2 separate regions of the Acanthopagrus latus genome follow, and region 2 is linked to region 1. The links are chromatin contacts, called in public Hi-C maps. All regions are on one chromosome and are shown on one strand. The core of a region is the stretch at or near the end of the contact, and the rest is flanking DNA. Distances in the headings are between cores, read along the strand shown. Region 1 holds the start of eci2 (enoyl-CoA delta isomerase 2, mitochondrial). Region 2 holds the start of xylb (xylulose kinase).

Region 1 (4,902 bases), core at 2,053-4,552:
CCTTTCAGAACTGCTCAGTATTGAGTAGGAAGTTGTAAAAAGTCTAAATGTCCCTCCAGCTCTCAGTTTGAAATCATCAGCTCTGAGCTGGCAGGAGACTCAGATTCAGAGAATCTGATTAAAAACAGTGCTTATGTTCTTGGAACTACAACTACAACTCCCATGATGCTTTGCCAGTGCTCCTTTGTCTCATGGAGAGAAAACCCCAGATTTGTGTGCTAAAAGCTTTCCATATACAGTTGATCATTAAATCTGCACATTTTTGTACAGAGTTTGGTGTGACCTGACGCTAACAGAACATGTCAGGGCTAACATGGATGCTAACACTGAGTGGACTTCAGGGTCGGCCTCTCCTGCCTGCTGAGCTGTCAGTCGCTGCAGTGGACGGTGATGGAGCTGTCGGGGTCGTCGGGGGGCGGGGCCGAGTTTGTGGAAGCTACATCATAGAGCAGGGTGTCCGACCCTGAGGCTGACCCGCCTCCATCTTCTCCACCTCCAGGATCATCCTCCTGAACACCTCCACCGCTGTCTGAACACACAGAGGAAGAAGATCAGTGAGTGCCTGGGGGTGAACCAACATGTCCGACAGACACCTCTGCTCAGCGTGAGCGACCACCAGATGAAACATCTGCTGATTCTGTGTTTGCTGATGCTGACCAATAGCAGCAGAGAGTACAGATGTCAGGTGACCTCAGGTCAGCAGAGGGGAGTATCCCAATACATCAACTGTGTCACATCCGTTTACAGTCTTTTAAAAATACTGTGCAGTACACCCACATTCCTCTGCTTAGATTAAGTGTCAGAGAACATCATACCAGACTCCATTTGAAAATCAGTCAATTTAGTGTTGAGTGTAACAAAAGCATGAGAAATACTATTATTACTGCCTGTCATGGTGGATATTTTTTAACTATATCATGGAGGTGATATTTCTGTGTGTCCATCTGTTGGTTCAACTTAAATTAACAATTATCTTTTAAATGATATTTTCTGTAAATTGCATCTTCTTAAACTTCAATTTAATTCTATAAATAAGAATGTTTTAGTGTTGACTGTTTACTTTTGACTGATTTATTACATTTGCTGGACCTTTTATCTCCTTAACGATCACATTTAAAAATATAGATTATACTTCATTAGTTTGCAGTCATTAACGATCTTTCCTCTCTGTGTTCTCCAGGTTTAGCACTTGGTTCCTCACCTGGTTCTCTTTGGCTGAAGACTCGAGGAAGGCAGCGTTCCACGACTCGGCCAGAGCTTTCCCCTCCTCGAAGCTGATCACTCTGCACAACCACAGCAGAGAGCAGAGCGTCAGGACCATGATCCAACACTCTGACATCACTTCCTGCTTCTCGTGTGTGTGTGTGTGTGTGTGTGTGTGTGTGTCTCACCTCTCCATGTGTAAGTCTTTCTTGTTCCCAGCTAAAATAATTGGAACTCTGGAGAGAAAACACAGAATTGATGAAGTGTGAATGAAGAGTTCAGAGTTCAGTCGACAGGAGAGTTATTAGTTATTAGTAAATGTGTGTGTGTGTGTGTGTGTGTGTGTGTGTGTGTGTGTGTGTGTGTGCACATACTGGACGTTTCCCACCATGTCCAGCAGCTTCTCGTGAATGACTCTGACCACCTCAAAACTACACAGAGACACAACAACAGCACACAGTGACCATATATGGTCAGAGAGCCGATCACCACCCAATCAATGAGCTCGTTAAGAAGAGAGAGAATGAAGAAGGGAAAGAAAGAAAGAGAGAACAGAACCAGAACCAGAACACGTTCATCATCACAGGACTCATCAGATTCACTGCTATAGGAAGTGAGAACAGAGGAGAAAAAGAGTTAGAGGGAGTTTAATTAAGCTGAAGAATAAATTAAATTTAAAACAATAAAGGAGGTGAACAGAGTAAATATTAATGAAAGAATATAAATTAAAGAGATTAAAGAGTCGTCAACCTTTTGTAGGACGTGACGGAGTAGATGAGGATGTAACCGTCCACGTCGATGGTGTAACTCTGAGGGAAGATGGAGTACTCATCCTGCAACACACACACACACACACACACACACACACACACACACCATTTAACACTAATAATAACAGGTGTAGTTTGTTGTCGCCGTCCTCACATGAAACTAAAAAGAGCTCACCTGTCCGGCCGTGTCGACCAGCTGCAGGTTGTATTCCTGACCGTTCACCGTCATCGTCTTAGTGAACGCTGACACACACACACACAAACACACACACACATTAATCATAACACAAGTCAAACAGGATCAATACATCATCTGTCTCTCTTCAGGAAGGGGGCGGGGCTTCAGCTCGCTGTGACCACACCTCACTTACTGTTCTCTATCGTCGGATCATACGAGTCCACGAACTGTCCCTCCACAAACTGGATGGTGAGAGAAGACTTCCCTGGACACACACACACACACACACACACACACACACACAGGAAATAGCATGGTGTTAGTGAACGTAGCATCATGTTCAGGGACCAGTAGGAGAACAGAGCTCACAGACGCTGAGCTCTGATTGGTCAAACATGATCAATACTTATCAATAATAAAATGATTAGTAATAGCTACTGTCACTGTCAGTCTGTGTGTGCAGGTGGAGCTGGTCATCATGTAACAGTGTGCTCCAATCACAGAAGCTCCTGGACCAGCCATGATGCTGCAGCATCAGCACCACACCTGCCCTGCCTTCTCATTGGCTGTCAGCTTTATCTCATTATCTCGTGTGGATGGTTCAAAGTTGGACCTGAACATCTGTCTGCAGCTGTCAGAACACAGAGGTACGAGCACAGTGAGTCCTCTGGTTCCGTGTTGCGTTCACTGCCTCCTGTGGACCGACGGGATGACGGACAGGCAGATGTTCGTGGAGAACATGCTTTATAGGAACTGATAGTAGGGGCGTGGCTTCAGGCTGTCATTCGCCACAGCGTCATCCAACGCACTGCGCTTATTTTCTTCCGGCTATAAACGTGACGAGCACTTACCCACCGACCTGTAGCCCAGCACGGCGATTTTCCGGGATTTTGGCAGCGGCATGGTGTCATCTGGATCACCCGGCCCGGCGGACACAGCAGCAGAACTCCTGCATCATCTCGACCCTCAGTCAGCGCATCATTAATAAACGCTCAACGCTGATTGGCCACGCAACACGCACAGAGGCGGGTCTAAGTCGTGAGCGTACGTTCCAATTGGCTCAAAGGGGGACGCGCCGCTGACTCGAAGACGACGTCCATTCGACAAATCAGACTGCAAGACGTGTGTGTTCAGCCAATAGGCGAGCAGGAGATGACAGAGTGGGCGGGGCAAGCGGAGTAAACAGATACTAGCTGCTGGTTAGCTCTGCTGTGGCTAAAGCTAGTTAACTCTTCCCTGCCCCGCTTCGTCCCCACGAACTTTGGACCTCCTTCTCTGGGATTAAATGGCCGGCGTCGCCCTGAAGCTGTTCGCTCCCTGGCGTTTAGTCAAACTACGAAGGTGAGAATCAGAAACTGTGGCTGTCAGCGGACTTCACGGCGGTTTGAAGGTGTTAGCGGCGGTTTCGACTCTGCCAGGCTAACTTTAACTGCACAGAGGGGTCACAGTGCTGCACAGCTAATAGTTAGCTTGTCTAAGTTAGCAGTCTCAGAAGGGAAGTCGGTGCGTGTCAGTACTGTTGTGTCTTCACCTGCATAACGATGTTTTAGCTGTTAGCTTGCAGTGTAGCAAACATCTGACAGCTCAAGGAATGATGCTAACAAGCTAACAAGACAGTTAGCATCAGTCAGTCCTGCTCCAGGTGTTTATCTTCACTAACAGGTAAATGTGTGTAAAACTGTCTTTTAGTAGAAGTTCATGGAACAAATGTCTCTTATTAGTTATGTAATTAAGTGGTTATGCTAGCATAACAAAGCAGCAGTAGTTAGCCGTGCTAGCTGTGACCTTTGCTCCAGATTCAGAGCTCAGAGGTGGAGGACTGACATCACCTGATATTCACACTGAGTGTCCTTGTTGTTTCTAATCATTCATCCATTCAGCCATTATTCATCCTGCCCACAGACAGCAGAGTGGGAGATTTATTCAGAGGTCAGTTGATGTTCAAAACAACGAAAGCTTCTCAAATAAGCATTTTGTTTGCTTTGTCACCAGTTTGGTCAGAAGCTCCACAGTTCCCAGTCTGAAGTTTCACACCACAGCGTCTCCGATGATGGGTGAGTGTCTGGTCTATCTGTAATTCATCAGTCCATTAATGGATCATTTGACTAACAGAAATGAAGTCCAGTGATCACTCAGTCAGTTTTCAAAGTGTCCTCAGTGTGATCAAATGCTGCTTTTCTATGTTTTGTACCATTTTCAAGAGAATACCAGACAAACTTCACTCAGTTTCATACAGATCAGTACAGTTCAGACAAGCTGGAACAAGCTGAAACAAAGACAGAAAAACAACTTAAACATGAGGAACATGTAAAGTCAAACAAAAACAGACAACAGGACTACAGAAAAATAGATGATTACTGATGATCTGAAGAACAATAACAATTAATAACAACACAGCAAACAGCTGATCAGAGCTGAGTGTCACAGACTAAATGATTCATCGATAGAATGATTCTCAGTGTTGTTTGCTGCTCCGACTTGATCTTAGCAATTTAATTATTAGCTGATCAAATGACTCACAGTATCAGGTGCAGTCATGTTCTAGCAACATTACATGTTGATAGGATCAATACTGGTGATTATAAGTGATATTGGTGTGTGTGTGTGTGTGTGTGTGTTCAGGTGCGACGGTGGAGCAGTTTGAGCAGGCAAAGAGCAAAATGGCGACACTGAAGAACGACCCGGGCAACGAGGTCAAACTGAAGATCTATGCTCTCTTCAAACAGGTGGGACATGATCCAGGTGATCCAG
Region 2 (4,965 bases), core at 536-3,035, 210 kb after region 1:
ACACACATGAGCAGGTGCAGATCACAGGTAACCACACATGTCTCGTCACCGTGGATACACACACCTGCAGCAGCTGGTACAGGTTCTGGCCCGGGTCGAGCCGTGCCAGGGTCTCAGACGCTCCTGTTCTCCAGTACACGCTGCCATGTTGCTGAGAGACAAACAGACGTTGTGAGGAAACATCTTCCCACCAAACTCCATTCACTTTTCTACACGTTTTAGTGGAACCTGATAACATAATTTTACAATGTTAAGAATACCAACATGATTTAGTTTGTACAAAAAAGATGAAGATGTCATATAAAGTTTGTTCTGTGGTAAACTGGCTTGATGTGGGCCTGCTCACAGTTTTAGAAACATCTTTCAACCAAACTCCATTCACTTTTTTACACGTTTTAGTGGAACCTGATACAGAATGCTAAAAATACAAACAGGGTTCAGTTTGGACAGGCCTGAGCTCTAGTGTGGTTCTCCAGACTGTCCACAGAGCGCTGTGGGCCGGCCCGGACCACACCTGGCTCTGGTCTCACCTGACCGCTGCCTGACAATGATCTGACACGGGAGAAGTCGAGCCCCGCCCTCTTCACCTTGTCCAACAGCAGGTCCAGAGCCTGATGACGGACACAAAGACACAACAACCAATCAGAGCGCAGCTCAAGGACACAAACACAGAAAAATGTGATTAGTCAGAGGTCAAAGGTCAGAGGTCACCTGATGAGTTAAAACTTTAACTGAGGACAGAAAACACCTGAATCATCATGACTGTGTGTGTGTGTGTGTGTGTGTGTGTGTGTGTGTCCTACCTTCACCCACATCAGTACAGGTGAGGTGACGGTCAGTCTGTCAGCGTGCAGGTGAACTCCTCCCTGAGTCCTGACACACAGACAGAACAGACTGAAACACCACTCAGTCTCTGTGATCCATTATCAAACTTTAACATTTCATCTGACAGACAAACAACAAACTGTTCTACCAAAATAAAACATAGAAACTGCACAAATACAACGTTACTTCAAAATAAAACACAAAACACAAACTGATTTAATAAAAGTTCTGTAACCAAAACTTTGTCTAATCTGCTCCGACATCACGTACAAGAACTAGTAGTTATACACAGTAGTAGTACACAGTAGTAGTACACAGTAGTTATACACAGTAGTAGTACACAGTAGTAGTACACAGTAGTTATACACAGTAGTAGTACACAGTAGTAGTACACAGTAGTTATACACAGTAGTTATACACAGTAGTTATACACAGTAGTGATCTGGTACCTGAACTCCGGCAGCTCCGGGTCAAACTGCACATTGTTCTGATGAACCACGTTCAGTCCTCCATCGATCGCCACCACCTTCAGCTGCAGAGCAGGTCACAGTACACAGGCGTAGTATCAGGAGTCACAGTTCACAGTACAGCCTGCTGCTGCTGTCTGTACTCACAGTACTTTTACTCTGTGCAGCGTGTACTTGTACTCACACTGAGTACAGAGTGTGTACAGTAACAGTCAAAGCCTCAGTGAGACCACGTACTTTCATCATCACACTCTCAGCTCAGTGTTTCGGCTCAGAGTCCATCAGAACCGCAACACTCACGACTCGAACACGATCCTTCCGCAGCTCACCTGCCGCACGTCGCACGCGGCCACGTACGTGGAGCGCGTGGCCGCGTGCGACGTGCGGGTGAATTAAATAAAGAGTTTTACCTGCTGAGTGCTGAAGTCAAAACCAAGGTGCAAAGGAGAGAGAGCGGCCATCATCACACACACACACACACACACACACACGCGGAGGAGGAGGAGTTAAATATTTAAAGAGACAGTACCCCTCCTTCCTGTAGATCAACATGAACACAGAGTTTATCTGTGATTTATATCATCTGTTAAATTCTAATTTAATATTAAAAACGTAATATTACTTATTTATTTGACTTTATTGCTGTTGTACTCTCCTGTTTTTTGTTTTGTTTTGGCACTGTTGTTGTTTTCTTCCTTCTCCTGGTGTGTATGCATTGTTTAACATAGTTATTTGTTTACTTTCTGTACTTAAGCCTCAATATTGCTTCGTAACCAACAATTTCCACATGTGTACTTGTAATGTGGGATATTCAAAAATCCCAATAAAATATTAATCATAAAAAAAACATATTATGAGAAAACATCTAAATATTCTGTATTCACACAGATTGCATGTTCACATGAAGATGAGTTTTTGTCTCCTGATTGTTCTTTTTATCATTCAGAGAACAAGTCGAACAGTTTGATTTTGTGCAGGTGATCTTCAGTTTGAGCGACATGTTTCCACTGCAGTCTTCATTCTGACAGTCGTGTGTCAGGAGCTCCACACACTTCACAGCACGTGTTAGCAGACAAACACTGCTGGTTCCTTCATACAAACATCATTTATTTAATAAACTCTTCATGCTGTAACTTGTTGTGTGAACAGGAACTGAAGCTGAAGTAATGGATTACACAGTACAGTAGTTGGAGTGGAGTACAGACTGTCAGTGATGCTTCAACAGACAGATGAAGTCAAACAAACCTTCAGTTTCTTTATTAACTCAACATCAACATGACATTAAATTAAAGTGGCCACAGTCAGCGAACACAAAGAGAGCAGCAGCTCTTCAACATCGACACTTCCTGTGCTTTCACCTCTGAACTCAGGATTTCATGGAGGAAACTAGAAATAATAACAAGCAGCCGCTTCTTCTTCTGCTCCAGTTTCAAATGTCAACTGAACATTTGTCTTGACAACAAAACTCAGAAACAGATTTATAGGATGGACGACACGGAGACCTGGTGACGAGGACGAGGCGTCACGTCTGCATGTGTCGTCTCAGCTTTGGCACTTCACTGTTACAGTCTTTGAAATAAAAAATCAAAAAACAAAATCAAGGTTATTGCTGTTTTAAATGGGTTAAAGTGTGTGTGTGTGTGTGTGTCACACGGTGTGTGTGGGCTCTCGGTTCAGGTAGGTCTTCATGGCGGCGATGAGCTGGCTCTCCTCCTCCAGCGTCAGGTCCAGGTAGTCCTCCTCGTGGCGGGAGATGTCCTCCAGCACCTCGTTCACCAGCTCGTTGTCCTCTGACGACAAACATCAGTCAAGTGTTAATGATTCATTATTAGTCGCTCCAAAATAAATAACTTCTAGCATCAGTGTGCTGTTACTTTATTGTTTTTAATGAATAAATCTCATCTTCAGGCTCAAAATGACTCTCTGGTCCGTCTCTTAATGCCGTCTGACTTCCTGTCTGTGGCTCATTGGTTCCTACTGAAGACGTAAAAACTAAAGAAAACACAGTTTTGTTGGGGACTATTTTCAGAGGCGGATTCATCTACATCTGGTTCTGTTGTCTGTCCCGCCTGCCGGTTCTGTGGTCCACAATACACTTCTGGAGCTTCACAGAAAAACAAAATAAGGAACGTGTTTCCTGAATTCTAAATCCTGTGATTTTTGAATGGAGTTTGGTGTAACGTTCCCCACCTTCTCCGCAGAGGTCAGGGCCCTACCTGTGGAGTTGGAGGAGGTGCTGGGCTCCTCAGAGGAGGGTGAGGGTGAGGAGGAGGAGGAAGAGGTGGAGGGCGGGGACACTGACAGGAGCTCCGGGGACAGGACGCCCTGGTTGTCCAGCAGCAGCTGAGTGGCCACCTGGACGTCTCCACCCGTCAGTCTGAGCGCTGCTTCAGACACCTGCCGCTCAAAGCCCAGGTACAGCAGCTGGAGCAGAGGAGGGCACAGCCATCAGCTTAGTGATTATGATGACACACGGGAGGATCCAACACACAAGACGACATTAACAGACACTTCAGGAGAAGAAGGTGAAACTCCAGCTCATTACTCATTCCTAGGTTTGAATATGCAAATGAGACAGAAACCTGAAACAAACACCTGAATGTGTTTTAGACGTTTAGATGTTGTGAAGTCACAACAGATTTCATCTCCATCATGTTTGTCAGAAGCTCCTGAGCTCCACTGTGAGCCGTTTGTCCCTGTCAGGCTTCTGTAGGAGTGAAGACTCAGTGTTTCCAGGGATCTGATTGGTCAGAAGTTGTGAGGTTTGCTGACATTGAGACAGACAGATGAACATGTAGAGTGCATACCTGCTCCACCTTCTCTGGACTGACACCTTCTGTGTTGTTGTTGGTCAGCAGAGCAGCCTGACTGGAGTCCAGCAGGATCTGAAGACCACACACACAACAACTGTAAGATGGTGATGAGACAGACAGGTAGACAGACAGACAGGTAGACAGACAGACAGGTAGGTACTGACTGCGCAAGCTCTGTCCACGTCTCCGTCGGCGAGGTGCAGCGCTCTGGCAGCGTCTCTCCTGGAGTATCCGAGCTCTGTGAGGGTGGAGATGACCTCCATCCTCCTGCTCCTCTTCCTCCTCTCCCTCTGCTTCAGCTCCTCTCGCTCCTGATCCACAATAACACACCAGAAGCCCCTTTTAGATAGAAAAGGTGGCACACCTGCAGCAAGGTAAAGGCTGCAATGTGCCGTCCTGTCTTTCTTAAACGGGGGTGTAATATTCCTTCTTTTCCAAAAGCCGGCGTAAACATGTGACGTGTGTGAAGCAATATAAAAACAGCTAGTCTGTCAAAGCTCACCATCAGTGTGTGTGTGTGTGTGTGTGTGTGTGTCACCTGTCTCTGGTTGCTGATGTGGATGGCGGCCTCCTGCACGTCTCCCTGACAGGCTCTCAGGCCGAGTCGAGCTTCTCTCTCGGTGAAGCCGAGCGACATCAGCTGAGTCATTTTCTCCGAGTCGGGACTCAGGCGGCTGTACAGAGACTCCACCTGACACACAGCACAGCCAGGCTAACTGTTAACTATACTGTGAACTATAAATAACAATTATCAGCTTTCTAATTACAAACAAACAAACAAAGGATCCGTCAGCAGGATCAGTTACTTTGGACAGTTGGTGTCGAGCCTGAGCGTCGTTTCCTTCGAGGTAGGAGAGGAG

Evidence for each region. A called contact is a pair of places that touch in the nucleus more often than the background predicts.
Region 2: a contact with region 1 is called in a Hi-C map of liver, with 1.9 times the contacts expected there. The contact joins the promoter of xylb here to the promoter of eci2 in region 1. A contact is called at or near these places in 2 of 4 Hi-C or Micro-C datasets (liver and muscle).

Annotation. Positions count from the first base shown.
Region 1 is chr19:24,150,488-24,155,389 of fAcaLat1.1, forward strand. eci2 (enoyl-CoA delta isomerase 2, mitochondrial) reads left to right here and starts at 3,303. Exons shown (of 12, transcript XR_005071443.1): 1 at 3,303-3,492; 2 at 4,144-4,205; 3 at 4,774-4,877. It overlaps rheb (GTP-binding protein Rheb), which reads right to left and starts at 3,214. Exons shown (of 8, transcript XM_037078904.1): 1 at 3,011-3,214; 2 at 2,345-2,416; 3 at 2,149-2,216; 4 at 1,954-2,036; 5 at 1,578-1,634; 6 at 1,392-1,439; 7 at 1,202-1,283; 8 at 1-529. The coding sequence starts at 3,062. The coding sequence ends at 437.
Region 2 is chr19:24,360,940-24,365,904 of fAcaLat1.1, forward strand. xylb (xylulose kinase) reads right to left here and starts at 1,786. Exons shown (of 19, transcript XM_037079740.1): 1 at 1,703-1,786; 2 at 1,275-1,357; 3 at 804-873; 4 at 531-611; 5 at 65-151. The coding sequence starts at 1,756. nub1 (NEDD8 ultimate buster 1) reads right to left here. Exons shown (of 15, transcript XM_037078876.1): 10 at 4,912-4,965; 11 at 4,644-4,796; 12 at 4,270-4,416; 13 at 4,100-4,177; 14 at 3,509-3,716; 15 at 2,523-3,082. The coding sequence ends at 2,940.